Regions from separate parts of the Macaca mulatta genome. Here region 2 is linked to region 1. Evidence: chromatin contacts called from public Hi-C data. All regions are on one chromosome and are shown on one strand. The core of a region is the stretch at or near the end of the contact, and the rest is flanking DNA. Distances in the headings are between cores, read along the strand shown. Region 1 holds the start of YJU2 (YJU2 splicing factor homolog). Region 2 holds the start of UBXN6 (UBX domain protein 6).

Region 1 (7,728 bases), core at 2,904-5,403:
CTCATGCCTTATTATTATCTATCTAGGTCGCTTCTGTCTTTTTGCCTTTATATAGAATGCTGCCATGAACATCTCCCCCAAACTGTTGTCTGTTAATTGGGGATAAACTGAAATGAGATTCCCTGCATGGAGAGGATCGGAGTAAGGAACCCCGGGGCCTGCCCTGATCTGAGGTGTGCTGGGGGAGAGGGACCGGCTTGGCTGGCCGTTTCGTCTACCTTGAAGGTGATCTCTGCCAGGCAGCGCGTGCACTTGATGTAGAAGCGGAAGATGGGCAGGCCCAGGTAGACCTCGTTCTGCACCGTCTCCTTCCGAGCGTTGAATTTCTTCCCCTTGTAGATGTATTCTCCGCACGTCTTACACCTGTGGGGCGGGATGTAGGGGAGCGAGCTGTCTTGGAACTCTGGCTCCCACTGGTGGGCTGTCCCTGCGGCATCCTGCAAGATCACTGCTTGCTTGCCTCCAGCGACGGAGAGCTTCCTCCTTCACGAGGCAGGCTGCCCCACCCTGTGTCCAAATTTGTTCTACCTGAGAGCTTTGTGTTCTCATTCATATCTTTCTGGGGCTCAGTCCAAGGGTCGCCTGCTTGGGAAGCCCCCGGAGTAGGTGACGCCTGCCTGTCATGCACTGCTAGAAGCAATCTTGGTGCTTACGGGGCATCCCACCCCCCAGGAGGAAAGACGCTGCACAGAAAAATGCCGCCCCACCTCCCTCTTCCGCTCCTACTCGGGGCTCTGCTCCCCAGCCCAGCACGCCTGCCTCCTGTCTGAGCCTGCAAACACCCCCCGCTCAGTCCCAGCTCAAGGCCTTTGCTCCTACGGTCCCATGGCCGGTGACGCCCTTCATCCTCAGACCTCAGTGCCATCAGCAATTTGCCTGATGTCGCCCTGACCACCCCCGCTACCTACAGCCCTCCCTCCTCCGCCACTGCCCCAGGGGCTCCCTCTCCTGCCTGACTTCCGGGGCCCGTGCACCTGCCTGACTACCAATGATCTCCACTTCCCAGTAGACTGCGGGCTCCGTGAGGCCAGGGACTTTGTTTCTAGCGCCCAGCACAGACCCTGGCACACAGCAGGTGCCCAATAAATGAGTGCTGAATGAATAAATGAATGAAGGAGGGGGAGGCGCAGACAGGCCATCAACACATGGGCATGAACCAGATTTCACTGACCCAGATGGCTCTTTCCTCGTCAGGTGTGTGATTTCAGATATGCTACAGCATGAAGAGGTGTGGGGTTTAGAGTTGGTGAAATACAATAATTCTAAAGTGCTACAAAGGGCAAGATGTGGGTACCGTGAGTGGGGACAATGGAGGCCTCCCGGAGGGGGTGAGATTGGAGCCATGACCTATGGCAGACAAGAGGAGCCCACCACGTGTAAGTAGAAGGAGAAAGCCAGGCGTGGTAGCTCATGCCTGCAATCACAGCACTTTGGGAGGCCCAGGAGGGCAGATCACCTGAGGTCAGGAGTTTGAGACCAGCCTGGCCAACGTGGTGAAACCCCAACACTACTGAAAATACAAAAATTAGCCGAGCATGGTGGCGCACACCTGTAATCCCCGTTACTCAGGAGGCTGAGGCAGGAGAATCGCTTGAAGCCGGGAGGTGGAGGTTGCAGTGAGCCGAGATCACACCACTGCACTCCAGCCTGGGCGACATAGCAAGACTCTGTCTCAACAACAACAACAACAAAAGAAAGAAAGTAGAGGGAGAGAGTTCCAAGCAGGGGCAGCAGTGTGTGCAAAGACCCTGGGATAGGATGAACTTGGCTGTTGGAGAAGCTGAAATATATCTATGGGGCTGCAACTCTGTGGGGTCCTATCCTCTCTGCTCATATGTTTACTAACCACCAAGATCTCAAGGCAGGCACTGGCGGAGGCGGGGGTTCTAAAAGGTCCAGAGCTTAATTCCAAATGGTGAGGCGGAGGAGGGCCAGAGTGGTCAATGTCTGAGCCAGGACCAGTGATCTGGTCTGAACACAGGACGAGTCACCTCTGTCGATGTCAGGCACTGCGTCCTTCAGCCACGGCTGGTGTGTAGGGTCTCGCGGGGGGTGCTCACCTCATGTTGAAGGGGGCCATCAGCCGCACCACGTACTGCCGGTCTTTGGGGAGCTTGAGTTTGGGGATCTTTGACGGGTCAAAGTCCGGCGGGTAGTATTTCTGCGGGGGAGGAAGGAAACATTGGAGGAGTTATTTTCAGAAGCAGGGGCAGGACATGGCAGAGGGAAGGGGCTCTGGGGAGCTGTGTCGGGGGTCCCCAAGCCCACCCTAGGTTCTGCGATAGGCAGAGAGGACTGGCAGGACTCAGTACAGTCGGAGGGAGGCCAGGCACAAGCTTCCTGACTCTCTCTCAGTGGAGACATACAGGATGCATTTGATTCTCCTAAATACCAGTCACGACAATACACATGAAATGTTATCTACACGGGAAGCTCTAAAAAGCCAGTTTTTTTGTTTGTTTTTGCTTTGAGACGGAGTTTTGCTCTTGTTGCCCAGGCTGGAGTGTAGTGCCGTGATCTCAGCTCACTGCAAAACTCCGCCTCCCGGGTTCAAGCGATTCTCCTGCCTCAGCCTCAGCCTCCCCAGTAGCTGGGATTACAGCCACCCACCACCACACCCAGCTAATTTTTGTATTTTTAGTAGAGATGGTGTTTCACCATGTTGGCCAGTCTGGTCTTGAACTCCTGACCTCAGGTGATCCACCTTCCTTGGCCTCCCAAAGTGCTGGTATTACATGTGTGAGGCCCCATACCCTGCCCTTTGTAGAGGTTAAGCTTTGCTTAGTGCTTCTGTTGTTCCGGCAGGAGACTGAGTTCCCCAAGGTGTCCCAATTCCCCAGCAACTCTGTAGAGGTTAAACCAGGACACTGTTAGCTCAGCCTCCCAATTACTATACTACATCGTTTCCTACACAGTCATGTCCCTGGATCTGAATCCTAAGTAGCTGAAACCTGCGGGGCTCAGTTTACTCCTCTGTGAAACGGGCACATTGTCTTCTGTCTCCAAGAGTCTTTACACAGGTTCCTTGAGGCAAGGGGGATAAACTGCTCTTTGCAGTGTCTGGTACCCAGCAGGTGCTTCAAACACAAAGTGCTTTATTTTCCAGTGGTGCAGTAGAGTTATCTGTCATAATCCATACTCACACTGCCTTTGTATTCCGCGGCTCCTGTTTCCCAGGAGTTCCTACAGCAAGCCTGGGACCGCTCTCCTAGAAAGACCTGCGTGCGGCCGGGCACGGTGGCTCACGCCTGTAATCCCAGCACTTTGGGAGGCTGAGGTGGGCGAATTGCCTGAGCTCAGGAGTTCGAAACCACCCTGGGCAACATGGTGAAACCTCATCTCTACTAAAATACAAAACAAAAATTAGCCGGGTGTGGTGGCGGGCACCTGTAATCCCAGCTACTCAGAAGGCTGAAGCAGGAGAATCGCTTGAACCCAGGAGGCAGAAGCTGCAATGAGCCAAGAACGTGCCACTGCACTCCAGCCCGGGCAGCAAGAGCAAAACTCAGTCTCAAAAAACAAAAAAACAGAACTGTGCCAACACTATGGTTTATACTGAACCTCTGCTTTTCTTCTGGAAGTCTGGAATCTTGGCCACTGTCAGGCAGAGAGTATCTGCATGACCAGACCCCAACAAAAACAAACACACACACCCCTCTCCAAAGAACACGATTGGCTACAGGCCCCAAGAGGGGCAGGGCTTCATACGGCCACGCCCCTCAAAAGGATGGCACAAGACCGCCAGTATTTTAAGGAAGCCCCGCCCCCAGATAACATGATTGGATCATTCCCTCCGAAAAACCCTATCTGGTGAAGTGATTGGGTAAAAGCCCAAGCCACGCCCCACAGGTGATGGCTACACCCCTGCCCGGAAGGGAAGACTTAGCGAAGGCCCACCCCCCACGGAAGGCGATGGGGAGGAGTCTGGGGAAGAGTCTGGGAAGCCCCATCCCATGGAGGGCCGTTGGGAAAGAAGGGTTCCAAAGAAGAGATCCCAGGAAGCTCCTCCCTCTCCCGGAGTTCCGGGATGTCCCGCTCCGACTGGAAAGCCCCAGTCGCCCAACACTTACGTTTAATACTTTTCGCTCCGACATCTTCGCCTCCTAATCACCTCGCAAGCACCTGAGAAATGCTAAGCCTAAGTGCCAAGCTTGTCGGACGGAAGCCTCACTTCCGTAAACGTCACTTCCTTCATCCTGTTATTGGCTGCAGCATACATAGCCGACTTCTTTCATTGGTTCCAATCCCCGTCTATCAAGCTGGAAGTCCCGGCGTCTTCCCTCCGGAGTTGCAACCTGAGTAGCGCGAAATAAGGGTTCCGGGATCCATACGGAATTGGAGAGTTTTGTAGAGTGCGCTGCGCCCCCTAGAAGCGGGCAGCGGCTCATTAAAATTTTGTAACGTGACCTGGCTGCGGGTCGCGACAGCCCTTGTTCTTCATTCTTTTAATCAGCAAATATGTATTATGCGCCTGCCTTGTATTCTGGGCTCTGGGAATCCACACATCGTTCCTGTGCCCGCAGCTTTCACATGGGGTTGGGGCCACATATAGGATGACTTAAGAGGACCCTGGACACCTCTTGAGTCACAGACATTGACTTAAAGATCAGGCTCCAAACCCACTTCCTAAACATACGCAGTGTCTCCCAAATGTCCCTCCATTGCCCACCTGTGCCTTCCCTTTAAAGAGGACTTCCCGGCCGGGCGCGGTGGCTCAAGCCTGTAATCCCAGTACTTTGGGAGGCCGAGGCGGGTGGATCACGAAGTCAGGAGATCGAGACCAACCTGGCTAACATGGTGAAACCCCGTCTCTACTAAAAATACAAAAAACTAGCCAGGCGTGGTGGCGGGCGCCTGTAGTCCCAGCTACTCGGAGGCTGAGGCAGGAGAATGGCGTGAACCCGGGAGGCGGAGCTTGCAGTGAGCCGAGATCGCGCCACTGCACTCCAGCCTGGGTGACACAGCGAGACCCCGTCTCAAAAAAAAAAATAAATAAATAAATAAATAAAAATAAAGAGGACTTCCCATCCCATTCCTTCTCCAGCCTCCTCCCCACCTTTCATGGACGTTTCCTCTATGTCAGATTGTTCCAGGAAAGGGGTCCGGATCCAGACCCCAAGAGAGGGATCTTGGATCTCGTGCAAGAAAGAATTCCGGGCGAGTCCACAGTGCAAAGCAAAAGCAAGTTTATTTAGAACGTAGATGAATAAAAGAATGGCTACTCCATGGACAGAGCATCCCCGACGGCTGCTGGTTGCCCATGTTTATGGTGATTTCTTGATGATATGCTAAAACAAGGGGTGGATGATTCATACCTCCCTTTTTTAGACCATATAGGGTAACTTCTTGACGTTGCTGTGGCAATCGTTTATTTATTTATTTATCTTTTGAGAAAGAGTCTTGCTCTGTTGCCCAGGCTAGCGGGCAGTGGTGCGATCTTGGCTCACTGCAACCTCCGCCTCCAGTATTCAAGTGATTCTAATGCCTCAGCCTCCCAAGTAGCTGTGATTGCAGGCGTGTTCCACCATGCCTGGCTAATTTTTGTGTTTTTAGTAGAGACAGGGTTTCCCCATGTTGGCCAGGCTGGTCTTGAACTCCTGATCTCAAGTGTTCCACCCACCTCAGCCTCCCAAAGTGCTGGGATTACAGGTGTGAGCCACCACGCCCAGCCTGCCATAGTATTTGTAAACCGTCATGGCGCTGGTGGGAGTGTAGCAGTGAGGACAACCACAGGTAATTCTTGTTGCCATCTTGGTCTCAGCCGGCTTCTTCACTGCAATCTGTTTCATCAGCAAGGTCTTTTTTTTTTTTTTTTTTTTTTGAGTCGGAGTCTGGCTCTGTCACCCATGCTGGAGTGCAGTGGCTGGATCTCAGCTCACTGCAAGCTCCGCCTCCCAGGTTCATGCCATTCTCCTGCCTCAGCCTCCCGAGCAGCTGGGACTACAGGCACCCACCACTTCACCCGGCTAGTTTTTTTTTTTTGTATTTTTTAGTAGAGAGGGGGTTTAACTGGGTTAGCCAGGATGGTCTGCATCTCCTGACCTCGTGATCCGTGCGTCTCAGCCTCCCAAAGTGCTGGCATTACAGGCTTGAGCCACCGCGCCCGGCAGCAGGGTCTTTATGACCTGTATCTTGTGCCAAACTTCTGTTTTATCCTGTGACTCAATATGCCTTAATCGTCTGGGAATGCAGCCCAGTAGGTCTCAGCCTTATTTTACCCAGCCCCTACTCAAAATGGAGTCACTGCTTCGAATGCCTCTAACAAGATGACTTGCTCACTAAATGCGGACCCATGAGACAACAAGACCTAAGACTCCAGCCAGGCAAGGTGGCTCACCTCTGGAATCCCAGCACTTTGGGAAGCTGAAGTGGGAGGAGTGATTGAGCCCCGGAGGTCAAGACCAGCCTGGGTAACATAGCAAGACCCCGTCTCTACTTTAAAAAAGAAAAGACACAAGATTCCTGCCCTCACAGGGATCACTGTCTGATGGGACAGACAGACAATAGATTAAAAAGGGTCATTTCAGGGCATGAGGAATGATCAGAATGTTAGGGAAACAGGAGCATAGGAGAGCCGGGTGACACCATTTTAAAATCAACTCCATTTTTTTCTTTTCTTTTTTTTTTTTTTTGAGACAGAGTCTGCTTCTGTCACCCAGGCTGTAGTGGAGTGGCGTGATCTCTGCTCACGGCAATCTTCGCCTCCCAGGTTCAAGTGATTCTCCTGCCTCAGCCTCCCAAGTAGCTGGGATTACAGGCACTCACCACCACATCTGGCTAGTTTTTGTATTTTTAGTAGAGATGAGGTTTCGCCATTTTGGCCAGGCAGGTCTCGGACTCCTGACCTCAGGTGATCTGCCCACCTCTGCCTCCCAAAGGGCTGGGATTACAGGCATGAGCCACCACACCCGGCCACAAATCAATTCCATCTTAAAAGTAACAAGGCACATTTGCTGCCAGTCACGACCCAGGGTCATAAGATGTTTACAATTGAGAAAACATCTTACAAATGCCTGGGAGGATGCATTCCTACAACAATGGAAGGTCCAGAGGTCCTGATATCGTGCAGCAATATATGCTTTTACGATCGTTATAGTCGCCGGGCGCGGTGGCTCACGCCTGTAATCCCAGCACTTTGGGAGGCCAAGATGGTCGGATCACCTGAGGTCAGGAATTTGAGACTAGCCTGGCCAACATGGCAAAAACCCAACTCTACTAAAAGTACAAAAATTAGCCAGGCGTGGGGCAGGCGCCTATAATCCCAGCTACTCCGGAGGCTGAGGCAGGAGAATCGCTTGAACCCGGGAGGCGGAGGTTGCAGTGAGCCAACATCACACCACTGCACTCCACTGTGGGCAACAAGAGTGAGACTCTGTTTCAAAAAAAGAAGAAAGGGCCAGGCGCGGTAGCTCACACCTGTAATCCCAGCACTTTGGGAGGCCAAGGAGGGCGGATTGCCTGAGCTCAGGAGATTGAGACCATCCTGGCTAACATGGTGAAACCCCATCTCTACTAAAAATACAAAAAATTAGCCGGGCGTGGTGGCGGGCACCTGTAGTCCCAGCTACTCGGAGGCTAAGGCAGAAGAATGGCGTGAATTGAACCCGGGAGGCGGAGCTTGCAGTGAGCCGAGATCGCGCCACTGCACTCCAGCCTGGGGGACAGAGCGAGATTCCACCTCAAAAAAAAAAAAAAAAAAAATTAGCCAGGCACGGTGGTGAAGGTCGG
Region 2 (7,728 bases), core at 2,564-5,063, 210 kb before region 1:
TTGTACCTTTATTTCAGTTATAGGGTATACAATTCCTTATTCACAACAATGAGCTGTAATTTTCTTTTCTTTTCTTTTCTTTTCTGAGACGGAGTCTTACTCTGTCGCCCAGGCTGGAGTGCAGTGATGCAATCTTGGCTCACTGCAACCTCCACTTCCCTGATTCAAGCAATTCTCCTGCCTCAGCCTCCTGAGGAGCTGGGACTACAGGCACGTGCCACCATGCACAGCTAGTTTTTGTATTTTTAGTTGAGACAGGGTTTCACCATATTGGCCAGGATGGTCTCGATCTCTTGACCTCATGATCTGCCTGCCTTGGCCTCCCAAAGTCCTGGGATTACAGGTGTGAGCCACTGTGTCCACCCTTTTTTTTTTTTTTTTTTTTTTTTTAAGACATGATCTTGCTCTGTCACCCAGCCCCTTCCGAGGTGGCTGCTGTATGTGGCTGTTGGCGGGAGGCCTCAGTTCCTCACCACGTGGGCCTCTCCGTGGAGCTGCTTGAGCTTCCTCCCATCATGGCGGATGGCTTTCCCCAGGTGAGTGAGCCCAGAGAAAGAGCAAAGAGGAAGCATCAGTGAATTTTATGTCCTAGTTTCAGAAGTCCCACATTGTTGCTTCTGCCTTATTCTATTGTTAAAAATGAGTCACAAAGTCTAGCTGACAATCAAAGAGAGAAGAAATAGACTTTGCCTTTCTTTTTCATCTTTTTTCTTCCTTTTTTATTTTTTATTTGTTAAGATAAGATCTCACTCTGTCACCCAGGCTGTAGTGCAGTGGCAGGATCACAGCTCCCTGCAACATTAACCTCCTAGGCTCAAGTGATCCTCCCACCGCCCACTCCCTAGTAGCTGGGGCTGCAGGTGTGCACCACCACACCGGCGTAATATTTTGTATTTTTTGTAGAGAAGAGGTCTCACCGTGTTGCCGATTATGGCCTCAAACTCATGAGTTTGGCCAGGCATGGTCAATCACACCTGTAATCCCAGCACTTTGGGAGGCCAAGGCAGGCAGATCACTTGAGGTCAGGAGTTGGAGACCAGCCTGGCCAACATGGTGAAATCCTACCTCTACTAAAAATACAAAAATTAGCTGGGTGTGGTGGTGAACACCTGTAATCCCACCTACCTGGGGGGCTGAGGCAGGAGAATTGCTTGAAACTGGGAGGTGGAGGTTGTGGTGAGCCAAGATCGCAGGCACCACTGAACTCTAGCCTGGGAAACAGAGCAAGATTCCGTCTCAAAAACAACAACAACAACAACAACAACTCATGAGCTTAAGCAATCTGCCTGCCTCAGCCTCCCAAAGTGCTGGGATTATAGGCATGAGTCACTGATTCCAGCCTGTCGTTTTCCATATAAAATATTAAGAAATGATGAAAAGAGTCTGGGCACAGTGGCTCATGCCTGTAATCCCAGCACTTTGGGAGGCTGAGGCAGGTGGGTCACTTGAGGTCAGGAATTTGAGAGCAGCCTCGCCAAGATGGTGAAAACCCGTCTCTACTAAAAATACAAAAATCAGCTGGGCATGGTGGAGCATACCTGTAATCCCAGGTACTCAGGAGGCTGAGGCACGAAACTCGCTTGAACCTGGGAGGCGGAGGTTGCAGTGAGCCTACATCACACCACTGCACTCCACCCTGGGTGACAGAGTAAGACTCTGTCTCAAGGCCGGGCGCAGTGGCTCAAGCTTGTAATCCCAGCACTTTGGGAGGCCGAGACGGGCGGATCACGAGGTCAGGAGATCGAGACCATCCTGGCTAACACGGTGAAACCCCGTCTCTACTGAAAAATACAAAAAAAACTAGCCGGGCGAGGTGGCGGGCGCCTATAGTCCCAGCTACTCGGGAGGCTGAGGCAGGAGAATGGCGTGAACCCGGGAGGCGGAGCTTGCAGTGAGCTGAGATCCGGCCACTGCACAGAGCGAGACTCCGTCTCAAAAAAAAAAAAAAGACTGTCTCAAAAAAAAAAAAAAAGCAACAACAAAGAAAAGAGTAGTACAACCAACTCAGCAGTATGTTCTTTTTTTTTTTTTTTTTTTTGGAGTGCAATGGCGCAATCTCAACTCACTGCAACCTCCACCTCCTGAGTTCAAGCGATTCTCCTACCTCAGCCTCTCAAGTAGCTGGGATTACTGGCGCACACCACCACATCTGGCTACTTTTTGGATTTTTAGTAGAGATGGGGTTTTGTTATGTTGGCTGGGTCGGTCTTGAACTTCTGACCTCAAGTAATCCACCCGCCTTGGCCTCCCAAAGTGCTGGGATTATAGGTGTGAGCCACTGTGCCCAGCCCAATTTTTTTTCCTCTTTTAATAAGACAGGGTCTGGCTCTTTGCCCAGGCTGGAGTGTAGTGGTGTGATCATAGCTCACTGCAGCCTCAAACTCCTGGGCTAAAGCAATCCTCCTACCTTGGCCTCCCGAAATGTTGGGACTGCAGGCCTGAGTCACTTGTCCAACCCATGTTATTTCAATTTCAGTCTTAGAGTGGGCTGTTTCCTTACCTGGAGGCCTCTCCTCCCTCAGTCTTTGTGTATCTCATTCCAACTCCTTTTTTGTTTTGTTTTGTTTTGTTTTTGTTTTTGTTTTTTTGAGGCACAGTCTCCCTCTGTTGCCCAGGCTGAAGTGCAGTGGTGAGATCTCCGCTCACTGCAACCACCACCTCCCGGGCTCAAGCGATTCTCCTGCCTCAGCCTCCCAAGTAGCTGGGATTACCGGCGCCGGTAGAGACAGGGTTTCACAATGTTGGCCAGGCTGGTCTCAAACTCCTGACCTCAAATGATCCGCCGGCCTCGGCCTCCCAAAGTGCTGGCATTATAGGCATGAGCCACCACGTCTGACCCCCAACTCCCTTTTTTGGAGGCTTGTTTTAACTGTCAGTTTGTGTATCTTCTTTGCGAATCGCACAGCCCAAAGTACGCCACTATTAACTGGTTTCTCTGTCTTGTTCACCAAAGTGGATCCCCAGGTCCCAATTGGATGCATCCTCTTAAACAGCTTCTACCTAGGGTAAGTGGTGGTGGTGGTGGTGGTGGTGTTGGTGGGGTGGGGCGGGGGGCTTCAGGGACCAAAACAGGGCCAGAAGGTGGGGGCCTCCAATACCCCACATTAAATTGGGACTTTATCACGTAAGCTCTGGGGAGACAGGGAAGGTTGGATTTTTGTTTGTTTTGCTTGAGACAGGGTCTCTCTCTGTTGCCCAGGCTGGAATGCGGTGGAATGCGGTGGCTTGATCACAGCTCACTGCAGTCTCGACCTCCTGGGTTCAAGTGGTCCTCCCGCCTCCGCCTGCCAAGTAGCTGAGAGGTGCGCGCCACCACCCTCGGCTATTATTTTATTTTACTTTTTTTTTTTTTTTTAAATAGAGACGAGGTTTTGCCATGTTGCCCAGACTGGTCTCCAACTTCTGGAATCAAGCAATCCTCCCGCTTGAGCCTCCGAAAGTGCTGTGATTGCAGGCGTGAGCCACCGTGCCCAGCTTAGGTTGAGCAGCGAAAGGGACAGGGCCCAGTGCTTTCTCTGCGAGGTTCAGTCGTCCTGTCACCGTCTGTCACCGTTTGGGGAGCGCCACGGAAGCTGCCAGGCAAGGCACTGACTCTAATCGAGAGGCGCACTCGTCGCCCTGGCAACGGAGTCCGGAAGAACCACAGAGATGCGGCTCCAGCGTACAGAGCGGCCGCCCTGGGCCAGCGAGGCACCGAGCGCTAGAGAGGCACTTCTAGCCTATTGTCACGTGGTCGGCCTCGGGAAGGCGGGACTTCCGGCGGCGCGGTATTTTTTTTCCGGTGGCTGGTCCCGGGCGGCCCCTCCCCGACTGGGCCCTGTGCCCCCCGCCCCCGCGGCCCCTCGCCGCCGGGCCAGCCGCCACCATGAAGAAATTCTTTCAGGAGTTCAAGGCCGACATCAAGTTCAAGAGCGCGGGACCCGGTCAGAAGCTCACAGAGTCCGTAGGGTGCGTGAGGAACGCAGGGGCGGCCGGGGAGAGGGGTCTGGGGCCTCGGGCGGCTCGGGAGATCGGAGAGGGCGAGGGGCTGGGGAGCGGCAGCCGAGAGTCAGGGGAGGGGGAGAGGCTCCGGGGGCGGGGCAAGCGGGGCCGAGGATGGGCGTCAGGGGGAGGGGAGAGAGATCTGGGGTCAGGGCAGGAGGGGGCGGGTGTGAGCCGGGGGCGGGGCAAGGGAGGCGGGGGGAGGGGAACATGCGCAGGGGGCGGGGCAAGGGGGCCGGGTGGGCGGGGAAGTCTCGGGGGCGGGGCCGCAGGAGGGTCCGAGGCAGTGGCGGGGGATTAGGGCGGCGGGGCTGCAGGAAGTTGGGGGTCAGTGGAGCGACCCTGGGGGAAAAAAGGGATGATCAGTTCTGAGACGGGTGATAAGGGAGAGGTCTGGGGACCCGGCTGGTCCTTAAGTGGCCGGGATGATTTGGGGGAATCTAGGTGACCATGGATGAGAGCTGAGCTTGGAGGAAGACGCACAACTGTGGGGTGGGGTGGTGGAGAGTTGTTCTGAGGCATCCATGGGAAGAGGGGTTCTGGACTTGGGATCTGGAGCACGTGGGAGGCTGATGGGAGACCAGGAAGAGTCTGGAAGGCCAAGGAGGCCGGGGTGGGTAGCGTCTTCAGTCACCTGGGAGGGGCTGAGGAAGGTGTGTGAGGAGACTGGAGGTGAGGGACTCTGACAGATGGACTGTGACACGGGAGGGGCCTGAGAGGAGAAGACCGGCGAGATTGACGCCTCTGAGCAGGTTGGGAGAAAGGCCTTCTCTACGAGGCTTCTCTGCCAGGTCACTGTGCCAAGTGGATTATGGAGGTGAGAGGGGAGGGGAAAGGAGATAAGTGCCGGGCAGGCTTCGGGATCGTCTAGGGAGGACTTGGAGAGAAGGGCCTGAGCAGGGCTGAGCCAGCTGGGAGGGCAGGTGGAGGGCCGGGAAAGAAGTGGCGCTGGAGAGGGTGCGAGGCTGAGGGCTGCTGGGCTGAGAAAAGGGAAGCTGGAAGAGCTGGGGCTGCTGCAGGGAGCTGGCTGGCCAGGGGGTGGTGGGGACTGTTGGAGAGTGACTGAGGAAGGAGGTCAGCCAGGCAGCCAGGGTAGGGGTCTGTAAGCAATAATGGAAGGGATTGTGAAGGGGTGGGGGCTGGGAGGGGGTAGGAGGAGAGGCAGGGAGGTGGCAGGAAGTGGGGGTCAGGGAATCACGGGTTGGTGGGGTGGTGATGGAGGTAGGGGCATAGCGAGGAATTCAGGGTTCCTAGGGGAGAGCAGGAGAGCAAAGGCTGAGTGAGAGAGGGAGGGGGGTCAGGGAGAGAAGTGGACAAATGGGGGGAGCCCTTCATTGATTCAACCAGTAGTGGGTGGGGTTAGGACTGGGCGTGACAGGAAGGATGCAGGGCATCAGGGTGATGGCTGGGTCAGCCCAGAGCCTGGCGGAGAGGGGAAGGTCAGAGGGGAGACTCGGGAAGGGAAGTGGTGCGGAGGTCCCCTCTGGAGCGAGACTGGATATCCAGGGTGTGTGGGGCGTGTGGGCACCAAGTCCTGTTTTAGGCTGCAGTGGTGGACAGGAGAAGGCCTCTGCTGTCCCAGGGCTCAACTTCTAGAGGGAGCTGATGGACAAATAAACCAACAGACCTCAGAGGAGGGCTCAGGCGGTGCCCAGGGCCTTGAAGGAGGGTGAGCAGACGCCATCAGGTGGTTTGGGAAGGCCTCTCCCAGGACACAGAGAGACTCAGCCGTGGGGAAATCAGCCCCCTCCTTCTCTCCCTGTGGCAGCTCTAGCCCTTTCCAGATCCCCTGTCCTCCTCCCTCCCCGCAGGAGAACACTGTGGGCAGAAGGCGCAGACAGTGCAGGGCCTTGCGGCGGGGAGCAGCTGGGGTATGGGAAGAACCGCGGGGAGCCCAGGGGAGCCAGGCCAGGGGAGGGCAGTGGGCCAGGCCGGGAAGGGCTCTCCGGCCGAGGGAGGCTTTAGGATTTCGTGGTGGGGGGGCGTCGTGCAGTGGAGTGATGCTGACGCTCCCTGGCTGAGGTTGCAGAAGGGTCCCTGTGGCTGCCCAGGGCGGGCAGGGTCCATGACCGGTTGGGGTGAGGTGCCCTGGGAAATGCCATTTTGTTGGAAAGACCTAGATATCGGATGGGGCTGGGATGGGTCTTCATGAGTCATCTCCTCTTCCACCCAAGATGCTGCGCTGTGGGAGGACTAGATAGGCAGGGGTGGGCACGAAGCTAAGCCTCGAGACGAGGAGGGAGGGCTGCCCGAGTATCTAAGCAGAGCCAGAGGAGTACAGGGCTTGAACTGAGAGCCTGGCCTCCAGGAAGTTTTAAGAGACTTACGACATGGAAAGTGACACAGTCCCTGGATTCACGGGAGGGGCCCGAGAGGACACAGGCGAGACAGACGCGTCCGAGCAGGTTGGCAGAAAGGGCTTCTCTGCCAGGCCACTGTGCCAAGTGGATTATGGAACCCTCCTTGGTGTAGGGCTCAACAGGGCGGAACCGCGAGTCCATGAGCTCTTGGTACTTGCACAGCCCCGGGCCTGGCATGGAGTGGCCAGGGCGAGGCTGGTTCTGCTGTCCGCTGACCCCAGGGTCCTGCCACAAGGGTGGTGTGGCATGGGGCACATTGCCCGGACTTCCTGACCCTCTTGGGTTTGGGAACGGGATGGTGAGGCCTCCCTGGCAGCTTGTTAGGAGGAGTCAACCAACCAAGCCGACCGGCTCCCAGCAGGGGCCCAGCACACAGTAGGTGCTCAGCAAACGAAGCTGTGACCTGAGGGTGGAGACTCTCACAGCAGGGAGTGGGGGAGGATGTGGCATCCCTTGAGTCTCCTCAATTCCTGAGGATGTGGGCTGGGTGCTGTGGCTCATGCCTGTAGTCCCAGCAGTTTGGGAGGCCCTGGTGGGAGGATCATTTGAGGCCAAGAGTTCGAGACCAGCCTGAGCTACACAGCGAGACCCTGTCTCGATAGAAAAATTAGTCATGCGTGGCCGGGCGCGGTGGCTCAAGCCTGTAATCCCAGCACTTTGGGAGGCCGAGACGGGCGTATCACAAGGTCAGGAGATCGAGACCAGCCTGGCTAAATACGGTGAAACCCCGTCTCTACTAAAAAATACAAAAAACTAGCCGGGTGAGGTGGTGGGCGCCTGTAGTCCCAGCTACTCGGGAGGCTGAGGCAGGAGAATGGCGTAGACCCGGGAGGCGGAGCTTGCAGTGAGCTGAGATGCGGCCACTGCACTCCAGCCTGGGCGACAGAGCGAGACTCCGTCTCAAAAAAAAAAAAAAGAAAAATTAGCCATGCGTGATGATGCTTGCCTCCAAGTCCCAGCTACTCGGGAGGCTGAGGCGGGAGGATTCCTTGAGCCTGGGAACTCAGGGTTGCAGTGAGCCGTGATCGTGCCATTGTACTCCAGCATGGGTGACAGAGCAAGACCCTGTCTCAAAAAGAAAAAAAAAAAGGCCCTGAGGATATCAAGGTGCCTTCGCCTCGGGAGGGGTGCTGCCACCCCATTTTACAAACGAGGATGCTGAGGCCCAGTGGGGCAGGACTTGCCCTGTGGTGCAGAACTGAGCGGAACCAGCATCTCCTTCCTCCAGGGGCTCTTCCGCTTGCAGAAGAACCATCTGGTGGCTGCGGGTGGCCCCTGGGAAGCAGGCGTCCTGGCCCGCATAGGCAGGGACACGTCTGACTGGTGGTGCTGGTGGCAGGAGCTGGGGAGCAGCAGAAGCTCCCCTGTGTGACCGCACGTCAGGTTT

Evidence for each region. A called contact is a pair of places that touch in the nucleus more often than the background predicts.
Region 2: a contact with region 1 is called in a Hi-C map of fetal cortex germinal zone, with 1.9 times the contacts expected there. The contact joins the promoter of UBXN6 here to the promoter of YJU2 in region 1. A contact is called at or near these places in 2 of 14 Hi-C or Micro-C datasets (CD4 T cells and fetal cortex germinal zone).

The regions. Positions count from the first base shown.
Region 1 is chr19:5,075,221-5,082,948 of T2T-MMU8v2.0, reverse strand. It overlaps YJU2 (YJU2 splicing factor homolog), which reads right to left and starts at 4,153. Exons shown (of 8, transcript XM_077979558.1): 1 at 4,071-4,153; 2 at 2,061-2,161; 3 at 219-363. The coding sequence starts at 4,094.
Region 2 is chr19:5,287,899-5,295,626 of T2T-MMU8v2.0, reverse strand. UBXN6 (UBX domain protein 6) reads left to right here and starts at 3,813. Exons shown (of 11, transcript NM_001258169.1): 1 at 3,813-3,948. The coding sequence starts at 3,866.